Regions from separate parts of the Mus musculus genome. Here region 2 is linked to region 1. A link is a contact called in public HiChIP or PLAC-seq data. All regions are on one chromosome and are shown on one strand. Each heading gives the region's core, a stretch centred on a gene start, on an enhancer-like site or on the middle of the called end of the contact. The rest is flanking DNA. Distances are from core to core; before and after follow the strand shown.

Region 1 (6,417 bases), core at 1,076-3,575:
ACTACCAGCCCAGAGATGGTCCCACCCACAAGGGGCCTTTCCCCCTTGATCACTAATTGAGAAAATGCCTTAGAGTTGGATCTCATGGAGGCATTTCCTCAACTGAAGCTCCTTTCTCTGTGATAACCCCAGCTGTGTCAAGTTGACACAAAACTAGCCAGTACAATTGACCCCTTGTCAACTTGACACACAAACACATCACTAGTAAGCCTCAACCCTTACATTCTTATTCATCCCCAAGATCTAAATAACTTTAAAAGTCCCACAGTCTTTACATATTCTTAAAATTTCAATCTCTTTAAAATATTCATCTCTTTTAAAATCCAAAGTCTTTTTACAATTAAAAGTCTCTTAACCGTGGGCTCCACTAAAACAGTTTCTTCCTTCAAGAGGGAAAATATCAGGGCACAGCCACAATCAAAAGCAAAAGTCAATCTCCAACCGTCCAATGTCTGGGATCCAACTTACAATCTTCTGGGCTCCTCCAAGGGCTTGGGTCACTTCTCCAGCCAGGCCCTTTGTAGCACACGCTTCATCCTCTAGGCTCCAGATGCCTGTACTCCACTGCTGCTGCTGCTCTTGGTGGTCATCTCATGGTACTGGCATCTCCAAAACACTGCATGACCCCTTCAGTCCTGGGCCATCAATTGCAACTGAGGCTGCACTTTCACCAATGGCCTTCCATGGCCTCTCACAGTGCCAAGCCTCAGCTGCTCTGCTCAACTCCTTCATGCCTTCAAAACCAGTACCACCTGGGTGACCCTTACACATTACCAAGTCCAGCCACAGCACAAGGTACAACTTTGGCTATATCTGGAACACAGCCACTGTGCTCTCAGAAAACACTTCCCAGAAGATGTCACCTCAATGATGCTGGTCTCTTCTTAATCACCGCTAATTTCTTAGCTCCAGCTAACCAGCATCAATAGTCCCAGTAATGCAAAGTTTTTGCTTTGGTAGTTCTGGTATCTTGTTAATCACAGCTGATTCTTCAGCCCCAGCTAACCAGAACTACAGAATCTTCACATTCAAAACAGCAATGGCCCTGAAAAGAGTCTTTAATTTTCCCTCTGAAATTTCACAAACCAGACCTCCATCTTCTGCAGTGTTCTCAACATTATCTTCCAAGCTCCTACACAACATCCGACAGAGCTCTTAACAACGGATGGATCTTCAAGCCCAAAGTTCCAAAGTCCTTCCACAGTCTTCCCCAAAACATGGTCAGGTTGTCACAGGAATACCCCACTCTGCTGGTACCAATTTGTCTTAGTCAGGGTTTCTATTCCTGCACAAACATCATGACCAAGAAGCAAGTTGGGGAGGAAAGGGTTTATTTGGCTTACACTTCCATACTGCTGTTCATCACCAAGGAAGTCAGGACTGAAACTCAAGCAGGTCAGAAAGCAGGAGCCGATGCAGAGGCCATGGAGGGATGTTCTTTACTGGCTTGCCTCCCCTGGCTTGCTCAGCCTGCTCTCTTATAGAACCCAAGACTACCAGCCCAGAGATGGTCCCACCCACAAGGGGCCTTTCCCCCTTGATCACTAATTGAGAAAATGCCTTAGAGTTGGATCTCATGGAGGCATTTCCTCAACTGAAGCTCCTTTCTCTGTGATAACCCCAGCTGTGTCAAGTTGACACAAAACTAGCCAGTACACCTCCCTTCCCCATCAGTGCACCCCAGGAACACCAAAGGCCACAGTAACCCAGACTGGGAGACTGTCAGGCAAACCAATTCCTCATGCCTTCGCAGTTCCCACTGGTTAATGGAACCAACTCCAGTGTCCCTAAAGACACATTTTCCTCCCTGTCACAGAGATTCTGTACATTTACGTGGACCAGGCTGGTGGCTGGGGGTCCTGTGCACTCAGCAGCATGCACACCAAGTCTGGTTTATCCCCTCCAGGTGCTGCTGGCCGCCCCCGCCCCACATCTCAGTGTGAACTGCCCGGACTGTCAGCGGAACATAAAAACAGATGCTGCTAGAGCCAAGCTCACGCGGCCTCCCGTCTCATCTGCCCTCCAATTAATAGTTTCCAGGTCGCCGTGGCCCATGGGAACATCTGTGTTCCATCTCTTCAGCCCACAGATGTGGACTCTCTGGAGACTGCATCTCAGGAACACTTTAAAGAGAATGTGTCCCCCCCACCCTCCCCACACACACACCCAATCCTAGTCTTCTGGCGCGATAGTGTGTGTGCTCACACTTGTAGCATAGCTTGGCTGTGCTGCCCCTGGAGCAACTTCCGGCATCAGTCTGCGGACCACATGGGGCCCATGAAGAGATTCTCAGGAGCCACACTGTGATGAGTGAGGCCTGAAGTTCATGTGGTGAGTCACATACTAAGCCTCCGAGAGGAAGCTGCCCCTGGGAAGAGCAGATCTAAACAGAGCTGAGCTGTTTGATTTTTATTTTAAACTGAGCGTAGCGGTACATGCTTTTCTTCCCAGTACTCAGGAGGCAGAAGCAGGGTGATCTCCATGAGTTCAAGGCCAGCCAGAGCTACATAGTGAGATCCTGTGCCAACCTTACCTTCCCCTAAGTATAGGAGATACAAGGCAAGACGAGCCTTGCCCAGCCATGAGTCTGGCTCCAACAGCAGAGTGAGCTGCTCGTGTGTTTAATGTGCAGCTTCCTTCATTTAACACGTTTTTATTTATTTTTATGAGAGTCATCCTTTTTAAAATTTTAAGTGTGGGAAAATATTCATAAGGTTTCCTACTTTTAAAGCAAGTTAGTGGTGCACGCAGTCTTCACCATGGTCCACACAGAACTCTTCCCATCTCCCCAATGGAGGCTCGGCTACACTAAATGCCCCTGGCACTCCCCAGCCTCAGCTCTTCTGTGTCTGTGTGTGTATGCATGTGTGCATGTGTGTGTCTGTGCATGTGTGTGTTCATGTGTGTGTACATGTGTGAATGTGTGTATGTATGCATGTATACATGAGTGTGTGAATGTGTGTGTTCATGTGTGCATGTGTGTGTATGCATGCATACATGTGTATGTGTCTGTGCATGCATATGTGTGTTCGTGTGTGCAAGTATGTGTGCATGTTCATGTGTGCATGTATGCATATGTGTGAGCATGTGTGTGTGTGCACTGAAGCAGATTCACAGTGTTGTGTTCATTCTCCTCCCCGTGCCCTGTGCACGTGTAAACCAGAGATTGACATTAGGTGTCATCTCCCCAGACCCTAGGGTGTTATGACTGGTTACTACTTCTCTTAGCACAATCCTCAAATCTCTTCTGTTGTTCCACGGAGTTGAAGCATCTTTCCCTTTAAAGGTTAATGTTTCATGCTATGAGAGGATCACATTTTGTTCATCTGGAGAGAGACCTGGGCTTTTGTGGTTTTAGCTATTATGAGCACTAAAGCCTTCAGCACTTGGGTTTCATCCAGCAATGGACTTGCTGGTCTATAATAGTATCTGTTTCCTTGAGCGGCATCTGAGCTGTCTTCTGTCATGGCTGGCTACTATGCATTCCCACGGCAGTGTGCCTGATCCCTGTCTTCCGGATCTATCTCAGGTTAGCACAGTTGGCGCATGTCCTTACTGAGCAGACAGCCATTCTACAGACCCTTTCAGCCTCCATGTTCAAAGATATGGTGTTCCCTGGGCTTTGCACTGGTGCTGGTCAGGCTGAGTGTCCTTCCTGTGAGTCACCCCACGGCCTCCCTGGGGAGGATGCGCTGTAGCTACATCTTCCCATGCTCCTCTCTTCTCTGTTAGGACAGCAGTCGTGAGAGCTTGAAGAATGGCATGAGCGTGATCCCTGGACATCATGGGCATGCTCCCTGGGCATCGTGGGCGTGTTCCCTGGACATCACGGGCATGCTCCCTGGACATCGTGGGCATGTTCCCTGGACATCATGGGCATGCTCCCTGGACATCATGGGCATGCTCCCTGGACATCATGGGCGTGTTCCCTGGACATCATGGGCATGTTCCCTGGACATCATGGGCATGCTTCCTGGGAAGGCAGCCTGGCCAAGACACCAGTAGTAGCTCAACGAACCCCCAACAACCCTGCAAACAGCTTCTGTGTTCTGTCTGTCTGTCTGTCTGTCTGTCTGCCTGTCTCTCTCTCTCTCTCTCTCTCTCTCTCTCTCTCACTCAATATATAAAAACCTGTGGACTCAGAGAGCAAGTAAGCTGACATTTCACCCTGACTCAGCAGCCAATCTGGAGGAAGGGATCCAGCCCACTGTGGCCCTCACATCCCTGCACTGAAAATAAGAATAAATAGATGGATGCATGAGTGAGCGAGCGATCAACAAGCAAAGGCTCCGCTGGAAACCCAGAAGGCAGTCCTGGCAGCTGCCCTCAAAGAGGGCTGCTGGATACTTCATAGATACTTCTCAGGGCCAGGCTTCTCTCCCTGGAGACAGCAGAGGCCGGAAGGTCAAACCCGAGTGCAGAGCAAGGCGCTGTGGAAAATGGCCGAGGAATCCCCCACCCCCAGGCCCACACAATTATTTCAGCTGCTTGGAATCTGGACAAGGCCTGAGGAAAGTGTCGGGGTGAGCGTCTGGTTTCTATGCTGTGGTCACAGGGGCCACCTAGAAAGGCTAAGGAGCTCACCATGTGAATGAAGCAGGACACTTCCTGAAAGGCAGGCTCCACCCAGCCCTGACACTCACAGGCTCAGCCCCCAGGCAACAGAACTCGTAGGAAGATGCTGTGCTCACCGAGAGCTGTTGATACAGCAACACCCCTCTCTCCATCTTTGCTCTCAGTGATGAAGAAGGGGTGCTGGGGTGGAGAGGCTGCAGATTGGGGTGCTAGGCCAAAAGTGGGTGAGGAACAAAGCCCTAGTTGTTCCCCCTCCGCATCTCCACTGGACCTGACATCTGGCTATAGCCTGTTTCCCTCTAAGGAAGGGAAAGAGCCCTTGTCAAGCCTCACCCTCCATGCCTACACTGAGCACCGAGCCTTGGCTTCCTCCAGTCCACATGTCTGTGCGTGCGACCGGTGCTCGTTGTCCTAGGAGTTTCTGGAGACGCCATGACTGTGGCAAGTCTTATAAAGGAACACATTTAATTGGGGCTGGCTTACAGTTAAGAGGTTCAGTGCATTGTCAGCATGGCAGAAAGCATGGTGATGTCCAGGCAGACACGGTGCTGAAGAGGTAACAGAGACTTCTACATTCAGACCGACAGGCAGTGGGAAAGGGGTGTGAGACACTGGGCCTGGCTTGAGCCACCACCAGACACACACTTCCTCCAGCAAAGCCACACCTACTCCAACAAGGCCACGCCTCCTAATAATGCTACTCTTTGGGAGTATGGGGGGCCATCTTCATTCAAAGCACCCTTATGCTTACGTTCTTAAACAATTAGTCACCTTGCCATCACTGGCAGGTATCCTCAGAGGCACAGCCTGGTGGAAACAGACCAGACACTCTGTTGGAGCCATGAGCAAGGCAACCCTGCTTCCTCCAGCCCCTGAGTCCCTGAGTCCCTGAGGCCAGCCAGTTTGGATTTCCCACCTGAGAAGAGGGGCGGGGGAAGCCTAACTGCAGCCACCTGTTTTCTACAGCAAACACACAAGTTACAGTGGCTGTCCCCAGTGCTGGGTGACTCCAGCTCCTTAAAGTAACACATTAGGACTCAGGATGTGGCCGGCTTCTTTGGGCGAGTACTTGTCTAGCATGCACAAAGCCTGGGGTCCCAAACCCCAGGACCCACAAACCAGGTAACCGGTACTCGAAGGCAGGAGAAGCAGAAGTCAAGTTCACGGCCATCCTCTGGTATACAGAGTTTAAGGCCAGCCTGGGCTACCTGAGACCCCATCTCAAAGCTGATGAATGGACATTTGTAAGCTTATAGCCAGAGGAACTGCAAACTCTGGGGTCCTGGTGGTGTGAGAGCTTCTCCGTTGCCTTTGTCCTGCATCTGCTGGGTAAGCAGGGTTTGACACCAAGTCTCACAAACATGGGTCACAGACAGCTTTCGAGGCTCCTGAGGTCTCTGTTCATGCCCACCCAAGGAGGACAGGGTACTTGGAACACATGAGACTACACCAGTGGCTTCAAATTTACGGGAACCCAACAGATTTTCTTGAATATTTCAAAATCACTGAGAATCAATAATAAAAGCAGCCGAGTATTAAGGAAAAACAGAGGCTCTGAGCAATATGGCTCCTAAGCACCGGAATGCCCCAGCTCGAAAGGATGGAATCTCAATGTGGCTTCAGAAGCCACAGGTCTGCATGATTATAATGGTGCAGTGTTGAAGGGACAGAGCTCAGGGGGCCACCCCACAGTGTGACACGATCAACCTGAGATGGGCCATGAACTTACTATAAAATGCTAAGGTATATACCTGGAAGCCAACAGCAGAGGACACAGACATGATCTTGAATTGCCAACGAACATTACGCCTCGCCAAAAGCATGACTTGAAACTCAACAAGA
Region 2 (6,417 bases), core at 2,601-5,100, 220 kb before region 1:
CCAGATATCTGAACCTTAATAAGCAGCAGACTGGTAAAGGGGGGAGGCTGCTCTTTATTTGGGCTTGTGAGTTAAAGCTTGAATCCTTGCTTACTGCTTCCAGGGTTTAAAATCTCAGGCCAAGTCAAGCACAGCTGCCAGGCCTCAACGCCGTCACCTGAAGGACAAGAGCAGCAGCAGCAGCAGCAGCAGCTCCCTTATGGGGTTGTCACAGCCTGGTACCTGAGGATGCGCTGGAAACACACTCTATATATGTGAGTCTGACTTAGAGAGAGAACTCTCCAGGCAAAGCAACCTCATACCACTCCTGTCAACTGCAGTCAAGTCATCCAGAGCTCTCAAGAAAAGCTTGCTTACTGATGACTGGATAACGTGGGACAGCCCATCTGTCAGGTGCTGAGAATGCTGAAGACTCCTGAAAAACGAATGCATTTCCTCACGCCTCATGGGTTTTGTTTGTTTTGTTTTTTGAGACAAGGTCTCATTCTGTAGCTCTGACTGTCCTGAAACTCAAACATCTGCCTGTCTCTGCCTCCCAGGTGCTGAGATTAATGGAATGTGCCAGCATGCCCAGCTTCCTCATGCAATTCTTAATCCCTATATCAACCTTCCAAGTAAATAAACTGAGGCTATATGGCTACTGCATATGTCTCAGGACTGCCATTCAGGAATATTCTGGAACCTGTATGCCCAGACATGGATGGAATTATTGCCACTTCCAGCGGCTGAAGTTACTACTATAAATCCTTTTTGGTATAGACCATGCATAAACCTCTAGGTTCTGTTTCCCTCTCCCTCCCTCCAAATATCAAGGTACTAGACACTCCCCACAGGAACATCAATTTTACACAAAGACACAACCAGGCTAACTATCTTGAGAATTCTAAGAGGCTGGTGTTCTGTGTGCATGCCCAGTGAGCTTTTCCACCCTCCAGATGAATTTACAGTTACTTTGGCTGCCAGGAGTAAGTCAACTTCTGATCTGTAAAGGCAGTTAATTATTGGCACACATGCCATAAAGTAGTGGGGCGAATAGCTGTCCTGGTGTGTGTTTGCAGCGAAGGACAGAGGACTCCTGGGATCACAGGCTGTTCTGAGCAACCAATGACAAGTTATAAACAAGCTCAAACATATAAAATTTCTCTCTTCCTTTCTGGTAGTTCAAACCCCAGAATTCCTCTCTAAGTTAGGAATCTTGTTTCTTGCACTGTGCATTACTCTGTCCATCTAACTGCAGCACACAAACTCCAATAGTTTGTTTGAAGGCTGTTATAAGTTGGGATCTTGTTTCCAAAAGCCCATACTGGGAAATCAGTAGAGGGACTGATCTCCAGCCATGCTCCAAAAAGGTCCACTGTCTCTCTAGGTATCAGTATTCTCTGTTAAGACTAATTCTGCCGCTCGGTGGTGGTGGCACACGCCTTTAATCCCAGCACTCGGGAGGCAGAGGCAGCGGATTTCTGAGTTCGAGGCCAGCCTGGTCTACAAAGTGAGTTCCAGGACAGCCAGGGCTATACAGAAAAACCCTGTCTTCAAAAACAAAAACAAAAACAAAAACAAAACAAAAAAAAAAGACTAATTCTGTGTGCTACCCTCTGCTGGCTGCAGGGAACTCATGTGCTACATATAAGCTGTGAATCCGGGGATCCTCCAGCCCAGCTACAATGTTTACAATCTTCTTACCCACTAACCCAGTAGTGCAGGACTCTCACAAAGTTTAGAACTAACCTTTAGTCCTCCTATCCACAATGGTGAACCTGTTCAGGGGTGGAATGACAGTCTTTCAATATCTCTGTCCCCAGCTGCATTTGACATACTGGAAAATGCTTGACTAAACGACAAAACCCCATGAATCCAGGAACCACCTGTTGCATACTAGAAAGAGATCTAATAAAGTTGCCTGTTTGTAAAACATTGTAACAGAACTCCAGAGCAGCGTTCTGCTCTTGTGTCAGCAGCAGCTCAGGAAGGCCAAACTGACTCCAACCACTCTACTACTGACAGAACAGTTATGTCGTGGTCTCCTCACAGCTGGGTCATTTTCAGCAACTGCTACAAGCTACTTAATAGCCTGGCCTGGTGAATTTACCAATTCAGGTTAAAACAACTCTTGGGCAAACATGGGGTATGACTTGGGGAGGGGGGCAGGGTTTCTCATCGTAGCCCTGACTAGCCTCGAACCAATAGAGATATACCTGCCTCTGCCTCTGCCTCTTGCGTTCTGAGATTAAAGACTTGGTCACCACTGACTGGCCTACTACTGAGAAACGTGTTCCAAGTAGGTTTTGTTAAGGAGGCTCGATAACACACAAATACAACTTCTGGAAAACGACTTTTCCTTTGAACCAAGGTCTCACTTTGTAGCTTTGGCTGTCCTGGAACTCACTATGTAGACCAAGCTAGCTGGAACTAAGAGACCCCCTCGCTTCTGCTTCCCCCCAAGTTCTGGGATTAAGGTGTGGGCCACCATACTCAGCTGTGGGAGATGAAGTTTAGCAGAGCAGAGCCTATGTTGATGTCTAAGTTCTGTTATGCCTGGTTAAAAAAACTTATTCATAGCTCCATCCATGTATAGAGCAAGAATGTCAGGATGTTGAAAACACCACCCGCAAAGTGACTTAAGCTCTGCAAAAACTCTTCGGTAAGGAGATGGTCTCCTTGGGATGGTCTGCAGATGACAAGCTATCTCTTTGGAGATGAGCAAAGCAAACTTACCTGCTGAGTGTTCAGGAAGTAAATCCGAAGTGCTCTTAAAATGTTTGAGCATTCCCCATCTACGACTAGAGAGGAGTTTCAGCTTTGGGGACATATTGATTGGTTCCAGAACTGGCTGGCTTCAAACGTGTTCAGATCATTCGCATTCTCCTCTCAGGGGGCTGGGAAATGGGAACTAGCCTAGGGACAGAGAATCTCAACCTCTGCCTTGGGATAGGTAATGTGATGAAGAAGAAACAAATGCCTTCTTCTACTACCCTCAAATGGGTCTGAAGATTACTCTTGTTAATAAGTGCCAAGAAAAAGCTCATTTGAAACAGCTATTGTGCCCGGTAAACTCAGCTGTCAAAAGTATACGGGAAACTAAGTATCTAGTAGGGGCGAGACTATAGGTCTTAGTTTAATTTCCTTCTAGCACTACAATCGCCTGGCTACTTTACACTAAAGAAATGGCATCTCTAAGCTCACAGTCCAAGAGGCGAGGAGGTCACACTTCCTAAGCGACCCGGGACTCTTGGAGCACAGTGGGTCCGTCCAACCTGTGCTCGCTTGAAGTTGCGAGAGCAAGTTGCAGGAGGCTCCAGAGAGTTCAAAGTTCCCTGCAGAGCCCGTCGAGAGTCCAAGCGGGCCTCCTCCCGAGCCAACCTGCGCGATCCGCTCCCCTTTGTGGGCGGCGAACATGTGCCACGCCGAGTGGCCCGGAAGGGAAAATGACAGCTTCAGGAAAAGCAACTTCACCACGGCAGACCGCGGCGCGCCACGGCACCCGCCCGGACGTCCCAGGCCGCAGCGGGCTCGCGCCTGCCCGCTGTCCCGGCCCGCGCTTCGGCCCGCGGCTGCGCACAGCCGGGGGCGCGCCCGAGAGCTCGGGAGGCGGCGCCGGGCTCCGGGGCCTCGCTCCCGCCGCCGCTGGGGCGGCCTTCTCCCCGCCGCCCGCCGGCCCAGCTTACCTCAACGCGAAGACGGGAGGCGGCCACGGCTCCGCTGTGGTGGGGGCAGCGTGGACGAGACGTTCCTCAGCCTTTTCGCTCCTCACTGGCTCCGGCTTTGGGCACGACGCGGGCGGAACAAACGGGCTCCACTACCCGCGGGGGCCGGCCATTGTGCAACGTCATCAGGCCGCGACGGCCGTCTTGCGAACCGGCGGGCTTCCCTCGCTAGCCCCGCCCTCTTCCGCACTTCCTTCCGGCCTCCGCCGGCCTCGCCTCCGCGGCGCGCGCTCCCAAGGCTCTGCTACTGCGCAGGCTCACCGAGGTCGACCCCGCCCTCTAGCGGGCCTCCTGGCGGCGCGTGCGCAGTCGGTGGCTCTTCGTGGTAGTTGCTTGGGATGAGATCAGATGAGGAGCAGGCGGGATGCGTGCCGGAAAGGGAAAGCCCTTTGAGGCTCTTGGTGAGTGCGAGTGGACACTTCCAGGGTCTGAAAACTTAGCATTCGTTTCTTCAGGGCACGAACTTTCTGCCTTATTAAATATCAATATTTTGCCGGGCTGTATTTAATCCCAGCACTTGGGAGGCTGAGGCAGGCGGATTTCAGAATTCGAGGCCAGCTTGGTGTACAGAGTGAGTTCCAGGACATCCAGGGCTACACAGAAACCCTGTCTCGGAAAAAAAAAAATCAATACTTGACCAAAAGTGTTTTGGGGGCTGGAGTGTAGCTCTGAGGTTGAGACAGCACCTGCCAAGTATGTGCGAGGCCCTGGTACCCTCAAAAAAAAAAAAAAGATTTTGGAGTTGAAGGATTTAGATCCTCTTACCTGTTTCTGTGACGCTAAACATCTCTGGCATCGTTAAATTACCGTGACCCAGTGTAACCTCCCTGGGGAGGACTTAAACTGATTGGGTCATTTTTCAGTCCCCTCCTACTACCCAGATGGGGCTCAGCTGCTGGAGCCCGAAGTCCAACCCCCCCCCCCCCCCATGACCTGATAAAAGGTACGGAGATCATTAGGTACTGACCCCTTGCAAATTTTGAATCTGATCTTGGTCTTACTGGTTAGGGGCTGCCTGTCTTCCTCAAAGTGAAACCACCCGGATGCCCATAAACTGATATAAGGGGGGGGGGGAGTTCTGGTCTTACAGTCCTGCATTAATTGGGCCACAGAAAGGGATGAAGTTCAGACACATGCTACAAACACCGAGGACGCCTAGGAAGGCGCCAGTCATGACAAGTCGAATACTTTTGACTCCATAATGCGACTGAACTATGCCGCCCACCCTCCAAGTTACTTACATGTGAAGTCCTAGCACCAAGCTGGTATGGATTTCAAAGCAGAGCCTCTCCGTGAGGGTATAAAGGTGGGGTCTGGATCTCATAGATTGGTGTCCTTCAATAGATACCAAGGAGAGCTATTTGAGAGATCATGCTAGTGCTGGGATTAAAGGTGGCTGCCAATCAGGTCAGACAGAAGGTTCTCCCTCTCTCTCCCCCCTCTCTCCTATGTATGTGTGCATGTATATATGTATATCTCTTTTCATACACCACCACCACCACCATCTGAGGAGACAGTGAGAAAGCAGCCATCTGCAAGCCAGGATTAGGCCACGCTGGCCTCCCACCTCTGGAAGAAAATTAACACCAACTGCTCAAGCTACCCAGTGAAATGAGCCGAATCAAGCCAGATTAGATCTTATTCAAGCCAGGTTTACTGGGAAGCTGCTTGCCCGCGAGCTCACTGACCCCAAGGACTGAGGCCAGGGGAGTTGCCAGGTCTGCTTAGCTATGTAAAATATGCACCTTGGTCCCTTATAATGGGGTCTAAAACTAGACATTGTCCACCTGCATGCTACCATGCTCCCCTCCATGATGATGGACTGACTAATCTCTGAAACTGTGAGCCCCTAATTAAATGATTCCTTTTTATAAGGAGTGCCTTGGTTGTGGTGCTTTTTGACAGCAATAGAGCAGTAACTAAGAGACCAGACTTGAGTAGTTAGCATGGCAGTGCAAGCTGCATAATATTCAATTTATATAAAAATATAAAATAGGCGAGATGGCTCAGCGGGTAAAAGCTCTGACTGCTCTTCCAAAGGTCCTGAGTTCAAATCCCAGCAACCACATGGTGACCCACAACCACCCATAATGAGATTTGACGCCTTCTTTGGGTATGTCTGAAGACAGCTACAGTGTACTTATTTATAGTAAGCGAGCAGGGACTGAGAGAGCAGGGTTGACTGGAGTGAGCAGGGGTCCTAAGTTCAATTCCTCACAACCACATGAAGGCTCGCAACCACATACACACTCATTCTGTCAGTTCTGTGTCTCTGAGTCATACAGAGCTCTGAGATGGTCAGACAAACACTTCATAAGATGTTGGTGGCCACCGCAGAAATGCAATCAGTAGAGGCTGGGGAGATGAACTGGGGAACGAGTCGGCCTTCCAGATGGATTCTGAACTTCCCTCCTGTTCTCTATGCTCTCCATCCCTGGCTCTTGCCTGAGTTAATACCAAAGTCCCCTCTTCTCACTCTTGCTTCATTTAGAACCCAATTTCAGCAACTCCTGCAGTGGCTTCTTCAGCCACAAGATAAAAGCTACACTCCTGGTGCCCCGCCTCCTATGGCCTGGTGTCCCTGGCCCATTTCTCCCATACTCACATCCTCTTTCCTGTCCCCAGGTGTGCTGGATGGGATTTTCTTTTCTTCTCTCTCTCTCTCTCTCTCTCTCTCTCTCTCTCTCTCTCTTTCTTTCTTTCTTTCTTTCTT

Evidence for each region. HiChIP or PLAC-seq counts read pairs in DNA pulled down with a chosen protein or histone mark.
Region 2: a contact with region 1 is called in an H3K4me3 HiChIP or PLAC-seq map of embryonic limb bud, with 4 times the contacts expected there. The contact joins the promoter of Zc3h18 here to the enhancer-like site in region 1. A contact is called at or near these places in 4 of 39 promoter capture datasets (the C10 cell line, hippocampal neurons and liver), 2 of 484 Hi-C or Micro-C datasets (the G1E-ER4 cell line and the HL-1 cell line), 3 of 115 datasets of contacts at active chromatin or transcription factors (embryonic limb bud, large pre-B cells and pancreatic cancer cells) and 1 of 9 other capture datasets (embryonic stem cells).

The regions. Positions count from the first base shown.
Region 1 is chr8:122,153,494-122,159,910 of GRCm38.p6, reverse strand. It overlaps a transcript of Zfp469 not described here. Among named protein-coding and RNA genes, the nearest start is that of Gm39268, 6.7 kb to the right of the region's middle. Within about 2 kb of position 2,325, at least 27 of the 459 cell types and tissues checked have an H3K27ac peak or open chromatin away from gene starts, as enhancers often do. A contact at or near this core is called in the HL-1 cell line and embryonic limb bud, where this site is marked.
Region 2 is chr8:122,374,049-122,380,465 of GRCm38.p6, reverse strand. It overlaps Zc3h18 (zinc finger CCCH-type containing 18), which reads right to left and starts at 3,850. Exons shown (of 18, transcript NM_001029994.1): 1 at 3,666-3,850. It overlaps Gm39270 (adenomatous polyposis coli protein 2-like), which reads left to right and starts at 3,382. Exons shown (of 2, transcript XM_030243895.1): 1 at 3,382-4,105. The coding sequence starts at 3,395. The coding sequence ends at 4,033.